2 separate regions of the Ovis aries genome follow, and region 2 is linked to region 1. Evidence: chromatin contacts called from public Hi-C data. All regions are on one chromosome and are shown on one strand. The core of a region is the stretch at or near the end of the contact, and the rest is flanking DNA. Distances in the headings are between cores, read along the strand shown. Region 1 overlaps LOC101120000 (leucine-rich repeat-containing protein 37A3-like). Region 2 overlaps GOSR2 (golgi SNAP receptor complex member 2).

Region 1 (4,065 bases), core at 635-3,134:
GTTTAGCTGCATCTCTGGCCTCTGTCCACTAGATGTCAGTAGCACATACAGTTCTAACAACCAAAAACGTCTCCTGCTGCTGCTACTGCTAAGTCGCTTCAGTCGTGTCCGACTCTGTGCGACCCCAGAGACGGCAGCCCACCAGGCTCGCCCTTCCCTGGGATTCTCCAGGCAAGAACACTGAAGTGGGTTGCCATTGCCTTCTCCAATGCGTGAAAGTGGAAAGTGAAAGTGAAGTCGCTCAGTCGTGTCTGACTCTTAGCGACCCCATGGACTGCAGCCTACCAGGCTCCTTCCATGGGATTTTCCAGGCAAGAGTATTGGAGTGGGGTGCCATTGCCTTCTCCGAAAAATGTCTCCAGACATTGCCAAATGTCACTTCATGCAAAATCACCCTGGTTGGGAACCACTGTTCTATAACGATTCACTCTGATCTGTGTAATAATTCTCACACTCAATATTTGCCAGAGACAAAAAAAGACTTGTTATATAATTTTAATGATATTTTAAAATGAGTAACAAATTAATTTGATAAAAATTAAGTTTTCTAAAAATTCCAAATATAATGAAGTTATATTTGTAACTTACATAAACTGCAAAAAAGGAAGTGGTTCAAATGAACGTCTTTCAATAGACTGTATTTTATTGCAGGATAAATCTCTAGGAAAAGTAAAAGGAAAATATTGCCTCAATTAGCTATTAGATATCTATTTAATAGGAATAACTAGTAGAGGTTAGAATGATAATAATAAATACATAGCTTGGGTCTAAACTCCAAACCTTAGGAATTGTTATTTGAACCTTCCAGAGTCCCTAACCCTGCCTTCACCTCTCTCAAGAAATCTCTGTAAATAAAATATATAACTATAGAACTTTTTTAAAGTTTATATCATAATCACCTGGAAGGCAGCTATCACTATGGACTGTTAGTCACTCAGTCATGTCCAACTCTTTGCGACCCCATGGACTGTAGCCTGCCAGGCTTCTCTGTCCATGGAATTCTCCAGGCAAGAACACTGGAGTGGATTGCCATTCCCTTCTCCAGAGGAACTTCTCAACCCAGGGATCAAACCTTGGTCTCCTGCCTCGCAGGCAGATTCTCTACCCTTTGAGCTACAACTATAGATCTTGATAGATTTTGGAGGTAATCTTTCCTGACAGCAGAATTGATTAGATTCCCACCTTTTGTAGTCTCTTCAAATTCTAGATTATGAGCTCAAAGTTTTTATTCTCCAATTACATTTTCTAACATTAAAAGTAATTTTCTTATATTTACACACCTCCCAATTTAGTTCTGTTTTTCTAGGCTAATTCAGTACTAGCAGAAATAAAAGATATATTTTCATACAACCTGAAAGGAAGTTACTCCCCTCATTGATATGTAACTTTACCTAATTCAGGATTATACTTTCTATCATATTGATTTTTATTTGAAAATACCCACTCTTGACTATAGCTGACTATCCTGTTTCCATTGATATCAGCTTGTGTCTCATTCCACCTGGATGGGTATAACTGTCTTCTGACTGGTGTTTCTATCTCTGCTCTCTCCATTCCTAAGCCAGCCTCTACACGATCATCAGTTTAACTCTTCAGAAAGTGAAAGTTGCTCAGTCGTGTCCGACTCCTTGTGAACCCATGGGCTGTAGCCTGTCAGGCTCCTCAGACCACGGCATTCTCTAGGCCAGAATACTGGAGCGGGGAGCCGTTCCCTTCTCCAGGGCCTCTTCCCAACCCAGGGATTGAACCAAGGTCTCCCTCATTGCAGGCAGATTCTTTACCATCTGAGCCAATTTCCAGAAGTAGTCCTTAAATACCAGCACCATTTGTGAACTTACTGAAGATACAAATACTCAGCCCTACTCTGGACGGATTGAATCATTAACTACAGAGGTGGAGCTTGTGTTTCAACAAGCCCTCCAGGTGACTAATTCTGCTGCAGGCTCTCTGTCCTAGAGCACTGCTGTGGTAACACAGTCACTTGGCATGATATTATGGGCTTGGTCCCCAATGCCCTTGATAATCTGGCTCTCATCTCCTACTCTCCCCACTGGAACTTTATGGGTAATCAAAGTGTTTTTCCTGTGTTTTGTCTTTCTCCCAATTTTCTTTCGCGAGCTTATTCTTCCCAAGATGTCTATCTGATGATACCAATGGCCCTTCAAGGTTCCGTTTGAACGGCATTGCTTTAGCAACATCTTCCCTGATCCAGTTAGAAGTCTTTCTGCCCTCTTCTATGCTCCAACACCTACTTACAGCTCTCATTACCCTTATTCATTTCCTTTTTTTAAAAAAGAAAGCTATTTTTGCATCCCATTTTCTCTCAGCGTAAAACTCCTTGAATGTATGGGTTAGATCCCGTTTATGCACATTGTCTATCATGCTTGCAGCCAACACATGGACATAAAGCAAACTCAAATATTTATAAAATCAACAAGTAGGGAGTGAATAAGAAGAAAATGACTGTTTTAAAAGAAATGTAGCTTTATTCCTGTGTGGCTCCCTCTTCTGTGCCTCTACAGCACTTTGTCGTTATGGTTTGAGTTTCTGTTTATTTTCTCTGTGAGATCATGAATTGCTAGGAGGAATCCTAGCTTAACCACCTTTGTGTTTCCAACACTAGGCTAAGTTCTTAGCATATTCCTTTTTAGCTTTTTTATTGACTGACACTTTTAAAAAAGAATGAGCATATGGATGCTAACATGAAATAACCAGCTTATAAAGTATTTCATAGAAGTAACGAAGGGCCACAATAAACTGTGAAGAGTTCTGAAAGAGATGCGCATACCAGACCCCCTGACCTGCCTCTTGAGAAGCCTATATGCAGGTCAGGAAGCAACAGTTAGAACTGGACATGGAACAACAGACTGGTTCCAAATAGGAAAAGGAGTACGTCAAGGCTGTATATTGTCACTCTGCTTATGTAACTTATACGCAGAGTACATCATGAGGAACGCTGGGCTGGAAGAAGCACAAGCTGGAATCCAGATGGCTAGGAGAAATATCAATAACCTCAGATATGCAGATGACACCACCCTTATGGCAGAAAGTGAAGAGGAACTAAAGAGCCTCTTGATGAAAGTGAAAGAGGAGAGTGAAAAAGTTGGCTTAAAGCTCAACATTCAGAAAACAAAGATCATGGCATCTGGTCCCATCACTTCTTGGGAAATAGATGGGGAAACAGTGGAAACAGTGTCAGACTTTATTTTGGGGGGCTCCAAAATCACTGCAGATGGTGATTGCAGCCATGAAATTAAAAGACACTTACTCCTTGGAAGGAAAGTTATGACCAACCTAGATAGCATATTCAAAAGCAGAGACATTACTTTGCCAACAAAGGTCCATCTAGTCAAGGCTATGGTTTTTCCAGTGGTCATGTATGGATGTGAGAGTTGGACTGTGGTGAAAGCTGAGTGCCAAAGAATTGATGGTTTTGAACTGTGGTATTGGAGAGTCCCTTGGACTGCAAGGAGATCCAACCAGTCCATTCTGAAGATCAGCCCTGGGATTTCTTTGGAAGGAATGATGCTAAAGCTGAAACCCCAGTACTTTGGCCACCTCATGCGAAGAGTGACTCATTGGAAAAAACTCTGATGCTGGGAGGGATTGGGGGCAGGAGGAGAAGGGGACGACAGAGGATGAGATGGCTGGATGGCATCACTGACTTGATGGGCGTGAGTCTGAGTGAACTCCGGGAGTTGGTGATGGACAGGGAGGCCTGGCATGCTGCAATTCATGGGGTCGCCAAGAGTCGGACACGACTGAGCGACTGAACTGAGCTGAACGAAGGGCCTAATCCACTGAGTAATTATCTTTGTTTTTCTCCAAACCGTGTTTGTAAGGTTTGGAGCCCAGACAGGAGAAAAGAAAATGGTTGCCCTTAAGGCTTTGAAGATTTGATAATTAAAGAGCTATTGTTAGGGTGAGGTGAGATTCTTTATATACTCATCTCCCTTAACTCTTTTATATTTGCAAAAATAATCTACTTGTTAAACAGCATCATAAATTGGCTTAATAAGGGTTAATAACATACACATCTTGGATGCCATGGACAAAGGACAAAAA
Region 2 (4,065 bases), core at 476-2,975, 92 kb after region 1:
CAGGATTTGATCCTGGGGCCGGGAAGATGCTCTGGAAAAGGAAATGGCAACCCACTCTAGTATTCTTGTCCATGGACAAAGAAGCCTGGTGAACCACAGTCTACGGGGTTGCAAAGAGTCGGACACGACTGAGCAACCAACACTTTCACTTTTCATATTGAAAAATGAAAGGCAACATCAAAGAAACTTTTCCTCTGCCCTCTGGCTCTAAGATGCTTGCTATCAGTCTGTGTGCGCTGTGGACACTCAGGAACTCTGCTGAGCAGAGCCTATGTCCACGTTCAGGAGAGCGTCTGAAGCAGGCAAGGCGGAGCCAGAGAAACACAGCTACCAGACCCCAGTACCACGACCTGAAACCCCACATATACATGTCACCGCCCACCACCCAAAACAAAAGGGTATTTTATTCCTAAACCAACAGTCCATACCACCCAGGCTGCCCTTTCTCTCTGCTTTCTAATTTTCATTTTTAAGCATATTCAATTTTATATGAAATAATAGATGAATGCTGGGTGGACCTCAACTTACACGTCACCCATTGTATGTGTATGGAGGCATCTAACCTAAGGTCCCGTGTCTACTTAAGTGAACACAGTATCAGGCAACTGAGAGAAGAGGCTCTCAGGTCAAACTTCACCTCTGCCAGAGGAGGTCAGAGACACGTTTTCGCCACAACAGTGATGATCAGCATTAGACTCTCACTCAAGACTCTGCTTAGCTAAGAAAGAAGAGATTATTCCATCACTCTATGAAATTCAAATATCAACTTCAAAAATCACTGGAAAGTTAACATACATCTCAAAAACACTACTCATTTTCTACCACCAATTTCCCCAAGTCAAGGTCTGGCTCCTTCATGCTTCCTCTGTTCTTTTCAAATGGTTTAGGCAGAAGCTTGCCTGACAGCAGTGGGGCAGGCAGAAGGAAGCGGTACGGCAGATCCGCAGAGGAAACAGATCAGAAACCTCACACTCCAACCCCTGACTGCCCACCCGCCAGGCTTCCCAGCGCTTCATCTCTGGGGACAGTGTTAGGGCAGTTGTTTGGGCTCTTTGGTGACACCAGACTTCGGTAGGAAGCTGACATCTGCTTTAACAATAAGCCCTGAGCCCAACCAGTTCGACGCTGAGTGTTGAGGCTATGAGTCTCATCCTAAAAAAGTTTGTTTTTCTGAGATATGGGGAGGAAGCCAGCAGCTTTCTGAAGAAAGGGAGGATTAACCCTCATGTATTAGCTTAGACTGGGGTTCCCTGATGGCGCAGTGGGTAAAGAATCCGCCTGCAATACAGGAGACAGAGGAGATGCGGGTTCGATCCCTGGGTCGGGAAGATCCCCTGGAGGAGGAAATGAGGAAATGACAACCCACTCCGGTATTCTTGCCTGAAAAAAAAATGTGGACAGAGGAAACTGGTGGGCTACAGTTCATGGGGTCACAAAGAGTCAGACAGAACTGAGCAACTAAACACACACACACATCAGCTTAGATGACTGCAGGTGGCTGTCCTGCAAGGGGGTGCCTGTGGAGCTGTCAGAGACCACGCTTCCAGACTGTCTGAAGCGCTGTGGCCATCAGCAAGGTAAGTGTCATTCCAGGCCTGCCTGACCTCCTCCCAGGTAAAGGTGGTAGGCGATGCTCAGAAACATGCTAAAGTCCTGCAGAGCTGACAGGCTCGACATGGTCCAACAAAAACTAAGATAAAGCTCACACTTCCGAGTGACTGCTTCTCATAGCTCAGGGGCTGGGAGGGCTCTGTGCACAAGGGACCACACCCTGATAACAGGCACAGTTCACACCCCATTATCCACCAGGGTTGATACAGGAAAAGGGCTGAGGCTGAAACATCATGACTGACATCAGAGGCTGTGTAATGTTTCTGTAAACCACTCCCTAGGGGTCTGAGTCTCAGCCAATGCGGCAGGGTTTCTAGGAATACCTGTTACTAAAGAGAATGAAGCAGAGTCACTGGGGGTCACTAGCCTGTGCTCCAGAAGCCACCGCCAATCAACCCGGGCAGCCCTAAGACCCTCCCCTGGGGGGCTGCAGCTACTGCACAACAGAGGTCTCGGCCCACCACAGGGGCTGCACGGCAAACACCCAAGAGTGAGTGAGACGCCAAGTAAAGCCGTGTCTTCCTTCTTCTGAGAGTGAATTCTATCACAGAATTTCTTGGCCCATTACTGCTTCCTCTCACAGCGGCAGTCACTTTCTGTTCAGTTCAGGAAATGGAAAAACACCTGGATACTGAAAGATGCCACATTATGGTTCACTGTAAACACAGTAAATACCTACTGGCAAAGGGAATTCGGCTACTTTTGGACTCATAATAATCCACTTCCAGCAAAAAGGATCCCAAACTCAAAGGCTCTGTCTCACCATCACAGCATCACAGTCCAGGGCTACGTGACCAAAAGGTAAATGCAGGTTCCACACTGCTGGCTAAAGTCAAAACACAAGGCCTTCTCCCTGTCCCCCCGGAAGGGCCCCCACCTTCAGGGTCACTCTCTGGGCCCTCAGTCCCTCCAGAATACTGTGCCCGCCTCCAATGAGGTCATCCATGCCGTGGTGAATTTTCTGGAGGGAGGAGTTAAACTGCAGTGATTCATCCATTGGTATGGTGGTGTCAGAGTCCTGTGAAAGAAACGCAGGCACTTGATTAACGTTGCTGCTGCTCAGCTCCTGGTGTCCCCACCTCAACTGACCACTCTGCCTCTTGGTCAAGCTCAAGCTGAAGAACTGCCAGAGGAAACGGTTCAAGAATCAAAGGAACCTGACGGAGACTAAAAAGCAAAGCGGAGATCTGGGGCAGCCTCTGTTCACTCAGAGGAAGTACAATTCTCAGACTTCTCAGTCTCCAAATGGGTTCCACCACACAAGTCTGTTCATCCCTGCCTCCTCTGCATCATTCCCCCAACTCAGGAAAAAATTTTTTATTTTACTTTTTGATGTGGACCATTTTTAAAGTCTTTTATTGAATTTGTTATAATATTGCTTGTTTCATGCTTTGGTTTTTTTGGCCACGGGGCATGCGGGATCTTAGCTCCCGATGAGGGATCAAACTCACTCCTGCTGCACTGGAAGGCAAAGTCTTAACCACTGGACCCCCAGGGAAGTCCTGGAAATACTACACTCTCTAGGCTTCTCCTAAAGGTTGTCTCTAATGCCTTACTAACCTGCCTTCTTCTGATTGTTCATTTACCTGGTTTTCCCTTGGTGCAGTGGGAGGTTTGCTTTTGTCCTTTGGCTATTTTATCTGTAGCTTATTCCTCCCTCCGATTAGACAGACTGACTACAGAGAGCAGAGACTGGTTTCTATTAAAGGCCCAACAGTGTTCACAATGGGACTATCCACCTGAGCAGGGAAGAAAAGTCTGTAAAATTGAAGGGAGGAAAGAACTAATACTGATCAATGCTTTCCACTTTGCAAACTCTTCATTCTAAGCTCGCTTAGGCCCCACTCTAAGCTTATGCTGTAGTTATGGAATTATCCTTGTTTTAGATGAAGAAACAGAAGCCCAGAGACGTGGAATGACTTTAAGACCCTGCCAGTGAGACGTCCAGAGGGGCACAAATCCCCATGCTGGGTAACTGTCCTGTAGGAAGAAACATCAAAACCAATGCCAGCGCTCCACTTTCACCCTGCAAGCGGGAAGGACACAGACGCATGGCACGGCCAGTCACTGCCCTGTCCTCTTTCCAGTTCCCTGACCCTTACAAACCCTTCTGCCAAGCAGTACCACTTTTACCACTTTCTGTCATCATGAAGAAGTTAAACCAACCACCTTTTCTTCGCTGTTCAAGTTCACAATCTTTTTTCAGGTATATATTTTCAATCCCCATGCTGTTAACATGGGAGTTTCTCAGGAGTAGGAGTCAAGGTTTTTAATTTAAACACACTTTACTTTCAGCACCTTAAATAGCATCCTGCACAAGCTGATGCTTGGTGGGTGAAGATCCCAGTGTTTGGGTACAGCTGATAGGCTGTAATTTCTCAGAAAAATGTACTATAGCTCATGATCATAAAAAGACCAGGAAGAAGTTCATTCAGCCAGATAATTTTTATTAAG

The links. Hi-C and Micro-C count contacts between places; a contact is called where the count stands out from the background.
Region 2: a Hi-C map of liver shows a contact between it and region 1, with 2.3 times the contacts expected there. The contact joins two enhancer-like sites. A contact is called at or near these places in 4 of 16 Hi-C or Micro-C datasets (hypothalamus, liver, muscle and 1 more).

Annotation. Positions count from the first base shown.
Region 1 is chr11:44,922,612-44,926,676 of ARS-UI_Ramb_v3.0, forward strand. It overlaps LOC101120000 (leucine-rich repeat-containing protein 37A3-like), which reads right to left. Exons shown (of 17, transcript XM_042256823.2): 8 at 589-660. Among named protein-coding and RNA genes, the nearest start is that of RDM1, 30 kb to the right of the region's middle. Within about 2 kb of position 1,885, at least 2 of the 54 cell types and tissues checked have an H3K27ac peak or open chromatin away from gene starts, as enhancers often do. A contact at or near this core is called in liver, where this site is marked.
Region 2 is chr11:45,014,961-45,019,025 of ARS-UI_Ramb_v3.0, forward strand. All of the region lies in intron 4 of GOSR2 (golgi SNAP receptor complex member 2), which reads right to left. Among named protein-coding and RNA genes, the nearest start is that of GOSR2, 15 kb to the right of the region's middle. Within about 2 kb of position 1,726, at least 4 of the 54 cell types and tissues checked have an H3K27ac peak or open chromatin away from gene starts, as enhancers often do. A contact at or near this core is called in liver, where this site is marked.